Regions from separate parts of the Zea mays genome. Here regions 1 and 2 are each linked to region 3. Evidence: chromatin contacts called from public Hi-C data. All regions are on one chromosome and are shown on one strand. The core of a region is the stretch at or near the end of the contact, and the rest is flanking DNA. Distances in the headings are between cores, read along the strand shown. Region 1 holds the start of LOC100285792. Region 2 holds the start of LOC100279594. Region 3 holds the start of LOC100193327.

Region 1 (4,014 bases), core at 957-3,456, 190 kb after region 3:
CATCTACTGAGAGCAGAGGCGAGCGCAGCACTTGGATGCGGCGGGCGGCGGCGAGGTGACGGGCGAGCGTGCCAGCCTCGGCGTGCAGGCCGGGCGAGCGCGGCGCAGGCCTATGCTCCCGCGGAGCTCCTCCAGTTGCCGCTGCTTGCTGGCGTGGGGCTATCGTGTCGACTCGCGGTTCGAGATCCTGCACCGGAGCCACAACTGCGCGAGCTCGCCGACGCCAGCTCCCACGGACAGCGACGCCGATGTGTCATCCTCCGACTGTGTGGCTGCGGTGGTCGTAGTATTCCGCCTACGCTCGCCGTGCCCGCGGAGCTCCTCCAGGTGCTGCTTCTTGCAGGTGTGGGAACGACGGAGAAGCTGAGTGGCATCCAGCGAGGCGAAGAGCACCCACCAAGCATGTGCACTCCTTATCTCTCTTCCTTTCCTGCTATTTGGCTCTCCATATTCAGATCTATTTCTGTACTGGTTGATCTGTTTTTGCAAGGTAGCTAAGCAGTTTCGCAACTAACCATTTGCAGGGTAGCTAAACAATATGGTTGTTAACTGCAAATATTTTTTATAACAAGTTATATTGTATTATGCAGTAGATAACGATGGAGAATATCTTGTGTAATTGTTTTGCTAAATTCTAATAGACAGTGGTTGTAGCTAAAACATAATTATCTTGATATAAAGTAGTTTTGGCATTATGAGGGGGTCACATTTTGTGTTTCTATACTATATCATGTCTGGCGTGGTCACTGTTCTTTATGCCTTGAATCCTGATGGTTAAAATTATTTATACCTTTCTTGCATAACTACTTTATAGCGCTCTATTATGAATAGATGAACCATGTGATGTCTTTTTAATGTTCATATTCTTGCTCTGCATGACCCTTGCTCTGCATGACACTAGCTTGGTCTCTGGATCTTTGTAGGAATGCTCAATGTGGATGCGATGTCTGCAACAATTCTTGGCCTAGCGGTCCTATTAATGTCAAGGGTTGTCACATGGAAAGAGTGTTTGGCAGAGTCTGTGGCGTGTGATACACTTACATGGTCTGCGGCACATATAGCAATGGCTGGCTACCTCAATAAATATGGGTTCATCTCTTGGTTAAGTGAGACTGTTGTGAAGGCACACTCTTTTTTGTTATAAGCCTTGTCTCTTGACATTTATAGGGTTATGTTTTTTCCTTTATTTGTGAGAATTTTTGAGATGATCATCAAGCTCCACACCACGCTTGGCAACAAGCACCCATTGGCAACATGCAACCACCCATATCTGTTTGTCTATGGCATTCGATTCGATCAGCTCTCTCCCTCAACCTCCACTGCTTGGGTTGTGTATAGACTCCATATTTCTGTTTGATTCCTGCATTTGAACAACTTTATCCATACTATGCAGCTTTAGAGCTCAACTTCTTACTTGATAGTAGACCTGCAATTTGGATCCACTGTCGAGGAGACGAACTCATGAAAACTGATAAGGAACTTAAGAAACCTTTAAATGTATGTTGCAATGGAATATGACTACCTTACCCTAGGCCCACACATGCTTGATAAAGGTCACATTAGCATTGTCGTCGAGTAGTAGTCCCAACCACGTGGTGTTTGTTTCTATATAATCATTGTGCACTAACATTTTGTTGAACATTTTGTATGTCGTTGCAACGTGCCCGTGCGATGCCACGGAACACAAATTTATTGTACTCACGTCGCCCGTCGCCAGAGCCCCAAGTCCATTGGAGGGTCACAATTTGTGTTCCGTGGCATCGCACGGGCACGTTCCTAGTGAATTAATAAAACAGCAAGAAACATGAGGCCGGAAGTATGAACACTTTTCAAATGAGGGGACGAGGGATATTGGTCACTAGATTTGGATGAGTAAGGAGAAGAGTTATTCAGTGATATGAATTTATGATTTTGATGGTATGACAACTTTAGGCACATTTTTTTAATGGATTTAGAACTAGTTTGGTAATCCTATTTTTTTCAAGGAATTTTTATTTTTCTTTTAAGAAAATGATAATGTTATTTAGATAGTAGAGTTGCTAAACTAGCTTTTAGTGGAGTTTACAGATGTAGAGATAATTTGGTTGGTTGCGTTTTACAAAATAGCCGAGTGAGCATTTGTCCTGCATGGGCCCGCTTCTAAGCACGCCAAGGCCCAGTATTTTCGAATGATTTGCATCTCTCACCCCTGCCTTGCGACTGTACCGCACCGTCCAAAAAAACCCTCACCCACCCTCGACTCCCACTCTCGCCGCCGGAGTGAGGGGCTGAGCACAGAACCGGGCAATCCCCCCCCCCCCCCCCCCCCCCCCCACTCTTCCTCGCCGCTGCCAGATGCTCCGCCGCAGCCTCCCCGAGGCCGGGTCCTTCTTCCGCCGGCTCCTTGGCCGCGTCTCGAACGAGGGCGGGCTTGCTGCCGGCTCCTCCGCGTCTGTCCGACATTTCGTCGAACAGCTTGTAGGCGGCACGGCCCCGATCTCCCGCGTCCCCTCCGCCCTCGCCGTCGCCTCCGCGGAGCGTGGGACCGGAGGAAGCAACGGCGCTTCCTTGACGGTCCACTTCCTTCGCCACTCCTGCGGCCTCGAAGAAGCCGACGCCGCGAAGGCGGCCGAGCGCGTGCACCTCCGCTCCACCAAGAACGCGCACGCCGTGGTCGCGCTCCTCCGCGACACGCTCGGCATGCCCCCCGCCTCCGTCGCGCGTCTCGTCTCCGCGTACCCCGCGGTCCTTTCCTCGGTCACACTCGGCGCTAAGTTGAACTTCTACCTCCGCGAGCTCGGCCTCTCCTCCGCCGAGTTGCGCCGCTTCCTCCTCGCGAGCCCCCACCGCTTCCTCCTCGCGGGGATCGAGACTCGCCTGCGCCCCAACCTCAGCCTCCTCAAGGACCTTCTCGGCACCGAAGAGAACGTGCTCGCCGCCGTCAAGCAGTCCATGGAGCTCATCTACGACAACCTCGAGATCGTCCTGCTTCCCAAGCTCCAGGTGCTCCGCGAACACGGCGTCACTGAGGAGGTTCTCGTCAAGCTCCTCACCACCCACCCCAGGGCTCTTGTGCACAGGTCTACCCGCTTTGATGAGGGCTTGACCGCCATGAAGGACCTCGGGGTGAGTCCAAAGTCTGGCGCCTTCCCCTACGCCTTTGGGGTGTTCGCCAGAATGTACCAGTCCAAATGGGATCGCAGGGTGGAGAATTATGTCAGTCTGGGGTGGACCGAGGAGCAGGTCAGGCGGGCATTTGTCAGGCACCCCTACTTCATGACGGTGTCCGAGGACAAGGTCAAGAAACGCATGCAGTTCATTGCTGAAAAGCTTGGCTGGAACCCTGATGTTCTGTCGTCGTACCCGACTATTCTTTCCTTCAGCCACGAGAAGCGGGTACTGCCGAGGTACAGGGTGCTTCATATACTGGCGTCCCGTGGTGTCATCAAAAAAGGCATCAGGATGAGCCATCTGACAATGCCGGAAAAGAAGTTCAAGGAAAGGTACGTTGATAAGCACCAGGAAGAGATTCCTCAAGTACTGGAAGCTTATGGAGCAAGAACAGAGGCATGATGATTCTGCCTCAACTGATCAACTCTACATTGGAACAAAGGCACTGTATCCCTTGTCCTCAGCGGTTTGATTCTGTTGGGTGCTTTTCTTTCTGTTTTTTTTAGGATGCAAAGAACTCGGATTCACAAACTTTGTTGGCTTCACTGCTGATTTTTTTTAATAATTAGGCATTTCAGTGGTAACTATGCATACTAGTAAAACTATGGGGATATTGGGGTTGGGGATAACACTCATTCAATCAGCATGTTAAAACTAATAAATCCAGCCTGGAAAATTAGTTTGAAATAAGTGTCCTATGAAATGAATGATCAATGAAGCTGTAGAGCTCACACAGTGAATATGAAGTGATCATGCCATTAAAAAAGTGGTGTGAATCACTGAATTGGCATGGCTGAATATGAACAGTGTGCAATGCAGAATGTTATACTTGACATCTATATCTTCACAAGCACATCGTTTCTA
Region 2 (4,522 bases), core at 1,350-3,849, 240 kb before region 3:
GGCAGGACCGACTTCGGAATCGAACCCATTGCTGGAATTGACAGGCCATGCGAAAGGGAACCTGTGCTGTGCTTCTCTTCTTCCTCACACGCGCTTTCTTTGCCGCGTCACTTTCTTCCTGCCCCCCTCCGGACACTGGAGCATCGTCCGTCCATGGTCCATGGTTTACAACAAGCTGCTCGCTTTTCCTCTGAGATGAGGCCGTGGAAGGAACTATTTGCTTCTGCGAGATCCGCTACATACATACACACACACACCGAAAATGACACGGCGTACTTGAAGCACACCCACTTTACAGTTTATACTGCTGAAATGAAATTTCACCAAGCTTTTGTTTTGGAATAACAGAAACTCCCTTTGTTTGCACCACCATCATGACAACAACAGCAGCGATTTGATCCAAGGCAATCACATCGCCAGCTATTCCCCTACCCAAGATTTACAGTTTACAACATTCTCATCGTTCGCCAAACCTTTTTTTTTCTCCTGGACCAATTCTTACCACCTTCGTCATATAAGGTAGATCGAGAAAGGAGTGGACAAAAATAATAATTTGCGAGAGAGAGAAAGAGAGAGGGAGAAAATAATTCTTCTTAGTAGTTCTTCTTAGTCGTGTGCTCTTGCAAGCAGGCAGAGAGGAACGTCACTCACTCCATCAGTCCGCGACTGTCCACGTCATGTCGCCCTCGAAGATCCAGTGGCACACCTCCACCTCGCCGGGCTTGCCGCCGAGCGCCACGAACGCGCCGTGCGCCGGGCTCCAGTCGGACGTGTCCAGGTGGCAGATGGCCACCCCGCGGTTGATCTTCTCGCCGGAGCCGGAGCCATCGGCGGCCAGGATGTCGGCCTCGTACACCCGCACCTTGGGCACGGAGTGGCAGTAGTACACCAGGTACGGGAACAGGCTCTGGTGGCACGACACGGACCGCGTCACCCTGCCGCCGTCCACGCCGGCCACGGCGCCCAGCTGGACGCGCCCGCCGCCGCCCGCCGTGGACGCCGTGCTGCGCACCACGATGTCGTCGCCCAGCACCTCCACCGCGAAGTCCACCACGTCCTCGGCCGACGTCGCGCACCGCTTCGTCTCGCCCTTGCTCGGCGCGCGCTCGCACTCCGCCACCGTGGACGCCACGGCCTTCCCCAGCGCCGTGTCGAGGGGCAGCCCGAAGGCCTCCGACACGGCGTTGGGCTCGAACGGTATCCTCGCGGCGATGGCCCTGGGCAGGAACGCCCTGGGCGGCATCTTGTCCCTGATGTCCGGCATCGGCATTCGGTTCCCGGCCACGAGCTCCCGCTCCCTGAAGAACTTCCCGGGCTCCGGCGACCACTTCAGGTGCTCGTGATGCATCGATGCCGCTGCCTCCGCCGACACCGTCAGCACCGCGGCGGTGGAGCTGGAGACGGTGGTGTTGTGGTACCCCTTGAAGTCCACACCGCTCTTGGCATAGCCCTTGAAGGTGTTGTTCTCGCCGGCGTACTCCTTGAACCCAATGTGGTGGTTGGGGTTGGTGCCCTCGCCGTAGCCCTTGAAGATGGTGCTGCCCGGGTTGGCCGAGTTGCCGTAGCTCTGGAACTCCGCCGCGCCGCCGTTTGCGCCCTTGGCGTAGGAGGTGAACCTGTCGTCGCCGACGTTGCCGTCGTCGCGGTAATTCTTGAAGGTGTCGACGCCAGCGTTGCCGCCGGCGCCGTAGCTCCGGAACCTGTTCTCAGGGACGTTCCCCTCCACGCCGTAGCCCGTGAAGGTGTCCGTGGCGCCGTTGGCGGACTGCCCGTAGTTGGCGAAGCCGGAGGCCAGCACGTTGGACTCATTGCCGTAGGACTTGAACGTCTCGCGCACGCCGTTGCCGTTCTTGCCGTAGCCGGAGAAGCCGTTCTCCCCATGGTTCGCCTCCTGGGAGTAGGACGCGAAGCTCCGGCCGCGGCCGTTGGCGGCGGCGTCGTAGTTGGTGAAGGTGGAGTCCGGGACGTTGGTCTCGGCGGCGTAGGCGGCGAAGGAGCCCGAACCACCCGTGGCGCCGCCGGCGTAGGAGGTGAAGTTGGCGGTCACGACGTTGCCGTCGGCCTCGTAAGAGGTGAAGCTGTCGGCGCGTCCCGACGAGTCCCGGCCGTAGCGGCGGAAGCTGTCGGCGGCGATGTTGAGGTCCGGGGAGTACTTCTGGAACGAGTCGGTCCCCGCTACGCCGCCGGTGCCGTAGTTGGAGAAGTTGGCGTTGTTGTAGCCCTTGAAAGGTCCCCCGCCCCTGCGGCCCGATGTCAGCGACGCCGCATCAGTAGTAGCCGGCCCGGGGCAGAGGAGCGCGGCTTTGGTGCAGAGCGCGGGTAGGCTGGCGCGGATGTCGGGCAGCGCGGATGGGAAGGAGGCGGAGTCAGCGGCCGGGAGCGGGGAGAGTTTGGCGACGAAGAAGGCCGGGTGCGGGCGGTTGTTGGGCACCTTGCGGTTCCAGTATCGGATGAATGCCGCCTTCGCCGTGAATGGGTTCACCGCCGGCGACGCGCCGTCGGCTCTGGCGGCGGCATTGTGCAAGAGGAGGAGCAGGGTAGCGGCGAGGACGGTGCGGGTGAGTGGCTGGGGAGGGGAAGAAGCCATGGGAGATTTGGGGATGGGGATTGCCAGAAACGGAGACGAGACGAGACGAGGCCAATATAGCAAGAGTGGGGACTGGGGAGTGTGTGTGAATGCGAGCTGACAGGATGGCACTACCGCACTAAAACAGTTATTAGTTCAAAATAAAAGAGAGAGAAGTGTCCATTAACTGATAATGTATTTCTCTTCATCATTCCCTCTCATTTATTTTGGGAAAAAAATTCTTGTACTTCTAGGAGAATAGTGTGGGATAATCGTCGTACTGGATTTCATGAGCTGAAGATTATTCAGAGGATATGACTAACCTCTCTAGACAATATGCTAGACTATTCGTTTGACTTTAATTCGTACCGGTTTCTACTATTTCTACAACGTTTTAGTTTCTATGTATTATAGTTACAGTAGTACAAACAACCTGATTATTCTTATGAACACCGCTACATGTACGATTATAGTGGTAGACTTAGGTACCACAAAGGTATCTAATAGTTCATGATTGATTAGTTCAATACAAGAGATACGTAAGTCAATCATGATAGAAGGGATGGTACTGAAGTCAACACAGTCAGGACCGTCAAAGACATAGATGAAGACGCGACACAGTAGAGGAAGGGTTAACGATGTTCTGGCCGGATGTTCGTAGCAGAATGGGCTGTACACGTTTTAGATTTTCATTTTAATAGCATGTCCGTTGGCTTTAATCCTTAATGCTACTGATTCCATAATATTTTCTATATATAGATTATAGCTGTAACAATCTAAACAGCTGTATTCAACTCGAAGCGAAAATACAGTTTGTCATTATGTACTGTATCACTAATATACACTAAGCCGTTCGTTCTTAAACATATATTTTTCTTCATCAGGTACTAATTTGAATTCTCTTTTTCTTTGTGAAATATCGGAGCAAAACAGTGAAAATGTGTGTTTCCTCCAGGGAATGAGAAGCGCCAATTTTATTGGAAAGCAACAAACGTGTTTTTTTTTGTCCCAAACACAAAAGTTACACGCGTCCCTGCATCGAATTTGGTTTTCGTGAGTACCGAGGACGCGTTTTCCCTGTGGAGGCGCGTGCGCTGGATGATGTTTTGTTGTTGGGTTGGTCTGTCACGTGCGGACGTCCGGAGGCGGAGACCAGTGTCTTTTTGCTCCATATCATATCAACAAGGAGGAATTCATTAATGTTTTATTTGCCAATATTAATGTTGCTATTCTGGTGTGGTGTTCGACCAAGGTTTAGTATTGAAGAAGCTGTTGTCTGTTGACAAGATGAGTTCTATAGTTAATATGTCCTTTTAATAAAATTTTATGTATGTCCCTGTGTAAAAGTGGCTGATCACTTATCCTCTAGAGGCCGTTGCCTAGTTTGTTAGGGGACCGAGTCCGCCGTACTTACCAGCGCGCCGTGCGCGCGTCGTGGCCGCGATGCCCGCCCAAGACGGCATGCGCGGAGCCATCTCCTATATTTATATACTAGAGATGATCAATACAATACGAGTTGCATCTCTCATACTCTTTCATGGTATCAGAGTATCTTCTTCTATACGTCAACGATATCGTGCTTACGACGTCATCATCGGCTGTTCTGCAACACATCGTCACTCGGCTCCACAACGAGTTCGCAATGAAAGATCTTGGCCCCGTCCACTTCTTCCTCGGCATCCAAGTTAAGCGCTCGACGACCGGCTTCTTCCTCTCGCAAGAACAGTACGCCGACGACATCCTTGATCGCGCGAGCATGAGTGACTGCAAGCATGCGACCACGCCGGTGGACACGAAGGCGAAGCTTCCAAGCGACGCAGGAGCACCAGTCGCCGACCCAACCTTCTACCGCAGCATTGTTGGCGCACTCCAGTACCTAACCATTGACGCGGCCCGACCTCACCTATGCCGTCCAGCAAGCGTGCCTACACATGCATGATCCCAAAGACGTGCATT
Region 3 (4,516 bases), core at 1,592-4,091:
ATACACATTATTCATGATTATACTTTTATTAGCAGTTGTTATTTACTTTTCATGTTAAGATCATTATGTTAATTGGAACATGGAGCGACCACCTGGGAAAACAGTGCTACCACAAGGCTGGTATGGGACACCCTTGGCTGACTAATTAGGAAAGCTAGTGGAGGACTACCTTACCCGAAAGGGGCAAGGGCAGTAGGGGAGTGGTTAGTGTAGGGGGGCCCTTGGGTTGATTTTGCTGCGATGGCGGTCATGCGAGTGGTCCCTGCATTGGAGTTTCCTAGAACTGTAGCGGGTTTCCTGAAGCTAGTGGAACTTTGTAAAGGCCTCGTAGTGGTACCCTGCCTCGCTTCCTTGGAAGAGGTGTATGGGGTCCGATCAACCCCGTGGCAAATGGGTAACACGACTTGTGGGTAAAGATGTGCAACCTCTGCAGAGTGTAAAACTGGTATATCAGTCGTGCTCACGGTCATGAGTATCTCGGACCCTCACATGATTAATTTATGGAACTAAATTCAATTTGTCATATGCATTGCATGGCAGGTGTTGTTATCACTTTTGTTCTACTACTTAATTGTGTTGGTATTTACTTATACTTAGTAATTGCTAATAAAATTTTGACCAACTTTAAAAGCAATGCTCAGCTCTAACCATCCTCTTTGGTAAGCCTTACACTTCACGTGAGCTCCCACCTTTGGCGAGTTCATGCACATTATTCCCCACAACCTGTTGAGCGATGAACGTATGTGAACTCACTCTTGCTGTCTCACACCCCCTCACAGGTCAAGAACAGGTACCGCAGGATGAGGCGCATGGAGGATGCTGTGATGAGTTCGTGAGTGGTCTAGGTCGTCGTCTCCCAGTCAACTTTGGGTTGTTGAATCGTGTCTTCATATGATGCAATTATTTATTTATTTTGTACAGAACCCCTATTATATAGTAAGGATGTGACATTCGTTTCTGTACCACTATTCATCATATGTGTGAGACTTGGTCCCAGCACACCTGGAGATTTTTCGCGCCCGAGTTTTGGACCCCTAGAAATCCGGGTGTGACACATGGGTCTTCACATCTCCGCCTCGCCTAGTTGCTCGACAGGAATTAGTCGGTCTTGTCTGCCTCACAGAGTTACTCGGCGGGAGTTGGTCGGTCTTGTCCGCCTTGCATAGTTACTCGGCGGGGGTTGGTCGGTCTTGTTTGCGTCGGAGAGTTACTCGGTGGGAGTTGGTCGGTCTTGTCCACCTCGTAGAGTTACTCGGTGGGAGTTGATCGGTCTTGTCCGCCTCGTAGAGTTACTCGACAGGAGTTGGTCGTTCCTACTCCCGTGGCTTCTTACCCAGATGGGTCACCACAAGTAATAGGCCTACTTTGGGTATCCAGTGCGTGGGGACTCGTCACGCCCTTTATCGCTTTATCTGTGTATAGTTTTATAATTAATCTATATTTAATACTAGTAATTGGTATTGAAATATCTGATGTGACATGGACTAACTTTAGGCATACACCCCCTTAATTTTGAGGCTTGAAACCAAAAGAGTCCAAACGAAGACACGATCTTGACGCATGAGACGCTCTCCATCAGCGCCTTTCCACGCTCACTCCCCCGCGTAGTCATGTATGAATAGTGACTGGTGGACTCCAACAGTGCCCCCTAGGCCCCTAGCACACCTTTTGCGTGGGCGAGGTAGCCTGTGTCTCCTAAATAGATTTTAAGTTTAATTACATCATAACAATATGTATTATGGTACTATAAATATTGTGGTATTTCTAAAACTCTAAAAAATGCTGTGAAAAAGTCAACTAACTCACCAAGAGTAAATGATAGTTGAATAAGAGAAATTGTTGGAGAGGAGGTGAAATATGTGCAAGAGTATTGGAGGAGAAATATTTTTAAATATGAATAGAAAGAAGGATTTGAGAAGGTGACTTGTTAAGACTGTCTTCAGCGGTTTCCCCTAAATTTTCCCCCTATATCCTATTTCCATGCCACATCATCACCCTCTCTCCTCCTATATATTCACCTTCTGCAATGGTTTCCTCTATACCATCTCTCTAAATCCCACCATGCTACTAAAATATACATTGCGCTACAGCTAACTCAACTACTGGTTCTCTGCTCGGTGGCGCGGCAACCTATGGAGCGGGACGATGACGTCCATGGCAGTGCACTCGGCGACAACAGCGAGGTGGGAGGACGATTTAGCGTCACGCTTGACGGAGAGGGAGAGAGAAGCCTGCTGTGGTATTGAGGGCATTGAAGGGGGAACCGATGCAGTGTATAGGGGGATCCTGTTGCCGCTACAGAATGAGAGGGGGGAGGGAGGCGTTCACCGTTGAAGACAGTCTAAGACTGCTTTCAACGTTTCCCGCCGAGCTCCCCCTCCCCTACCCCTTAGCCGTTTAGGGGGTTGAAATCCCTACAACGATGCCCCCTCTACACGCTACAGTTATAGTGTACGCTACAGGAATACAGCAAGTGTGGGGGTGCGGCTCTGACCCCCCTGCCCTTGGTTTACGTGTGCGACAGTGTTTTTTAGTTGGAAAAAAATAATAATAGATGGTGAATAGGTATGAAAAATGATATTTTATGATTATAGTGTGGTATAGAGGAAGGATTTAGGGGGAACCGCTGTATAGGGTGGAAATATAAGGGGAAAGAGAACGCTGACGTGGCACGTGAGTGGGATATAGAGGGAGAAATTTAGGGGAACGGTTGAAGACAGTCTAAAGGAAGCCAGACAACGGACCCTCTCTCCTCGTCAGCAATCCTAATCCAAACCGCCGCGGCCACGGCCGCAGCCTTCCATAGTTCTGTCAGAAATTCCCCTTCTCATCCCTGATCCCTCCAACTCCCACCCCAATACATCCTGCCGACGCCATCAGCCGGCGGGACGCACACACGAGGTCGACCTTCGAACCCTAGTCCTTGGCCGAGCCGCCTTGCGGGATCGTCCCCGCCGCGCGGCAGCTCTGCCTCGACCCTTTTAGTCTCCGTCCGACACCGCTTGGATCAGGCAAGTCTTCCTTGCCGGCCCCACTCTCTTTCTCTGCGATGACGACCTCTCGACGGCGCCTGGCCGCTTGGTCCTTGTTGTCTAGCCTGCGTGTCTACTTTCGATCTAGTGTCGCGGAGGCAGGTGAATCGACTGTGCTGGTGGAACTGGGGCGCTCCACGCTGTTGGCGTTGGTGGTGTTTTCTCGTAGTCAAATCTCTGTGCCTAGGTTTTGGCATGATGATTGAGGCGGTGGTGGTTACCTTCCCTCGGATGGTGTAATTTTACAGGATAAGTTCCTCTTGTTTCGTCTGGCTCTGTCATCTTTACTGATTGTTGATCCAATTGGGATATTGTGGCACTTCCAGAGCTAGGGCACCTGCGGTTTTTTGTGAATCAACTTGTTTCTGTTGATATTTTATGATTGTTTATTTAATCTTAAGTTGCGTAGGCTGTATGTCTATAATGAATAACTATGTTCAGTGGCGGAGGACGCCAGAAAATCTAGGTGTTGCTAACCCAACGACGAATAAAAATTTATGACACATGATCACATAACATCTCAACTAATGCTTTCTTCAATGATTTTGATGTTGTGTCCTTCACATTCTTGATGCCCAAAAATCTTTCTATTACTTCACCCTTTTTATTGACAAATCTCACAACAATAGCCATTTGTTCTTTAACCGATATATCACAGGATTCATCAACAAGAATAGAGAATAAACAATCCCCCATTTCTTCTTTAATTGCACGTGTGATTTCTTCTGCACAACAATTTGCAAGTTCTTTTTGAATCGTCCCCGAAGTCATCTTGGCATTTTTGGGAGTTGGGACACAACTCATCAAAAGCTCTTCTCACCTATTCCTTTGTTTGTACCAATCAATAAATTCTAAAAAAATCCCTTTGTTTAAGGAAGTACTAGTCTCACCATGTCCCCGGAATGATTCAGCTTGCAATGCAAGAGATTAACAATACTTAATGAAGTTTCCAACCGTGTCTCATATTTGACCAATGCATCTTTACTATAATTTGAAACCTTATGACTAACACTTGACCTTTGGTTACAAAAATCATGGAATGCTGTTGCTGCAGTATTGTGTATGCTATTAGACCCACCAACATGTTTTGGAAATGCCGTATAAACATTTCTCTATTGTGAGAAGCCAACTTTTGTAAATGCATCATGGCAAAATTTATCATCCATTCGATCATGCTTAAAAGGTAACAATAGAAGCAATAAGCCTTATTCTTCTCCACACTATATTCCAACCAACTATGTTGTCTGAACCAATGTTTTTGAAAGCTCCTTTTGTCATGTGACTGAGGAAAATTATGACCAATTGGTTGAGTCGGACCTTTAGCTATAATCATCTCTAATATTAGGAGCAAAAGAATCGATTGGAATACGAAGTCCCGGATCAGAAATAATGTGATTCGGGTTCAACTGATTTATACCTTCGGCTTGAGCATTAACATCTTTGCCATTGGCATCTGGAATATGTCCATTCTCTTCTAGAACAAG

The links. A called contact is a pair of places that touch in the nucleus more often than the background predicts.
Region 1: a Hi-C map of leaf shows a contact between it and region 3, with 5 times the contacts expected there. The contact joins the promoter of LOC100285792 here to the promoter of LOC100193327 in region 3. A contact is called at or near these places in 6 of 25 Hi-C or Micro-C datasets (bundle sheath, ear and leaf).
Region 2: a Hi-C map of leaf shows a contact between it and region 3, with 4 times the contacts expected there. The contact joins the promoter of LOC100279594 here to the promoter of LOC100193327 in region 3. A contact is called at or near these places in 6 of 25 Hi-C or Micro-C datasets (bundle sheath, ear, endosperm and 2 more).

Annotation. Positions count from the first base shown.
Region 1 is chr4:75,309,939-75,313,952 of Zm-B73-REFERENCE-NAM-5.0, reverse strand. It overlaps LOC100285792, which reads left to right and starts at 2,206. Exons shown (of 1, transcript NM_001158682.2): 1 at 2,206-3,631. The coding sequence starts at 2,335. The coding sequence ends at 3,552.
Region 2 is chr4:75,739,140-75,743,661 of Zm-B73-REFERENCE-NAM-5.0, reverse strand. LOC100279594 reads right to left here and starts at 2,599. Exons shown (of 1, transcript NM_001152591.1): 1 at 168-2,599. The coding sequence starts at 2,587. The coding sequence ends at 656.
Region 3 is chr4:75,504,059-75,508,574 of Zm-B73-REFERENCE-NAM-5.0, reverse strand. It overlaps LOC100193327, which reads left to right and starts at 2,841. Exons shown (of 8, transcript NM_001138464.1): 1 at 2,841-3,011.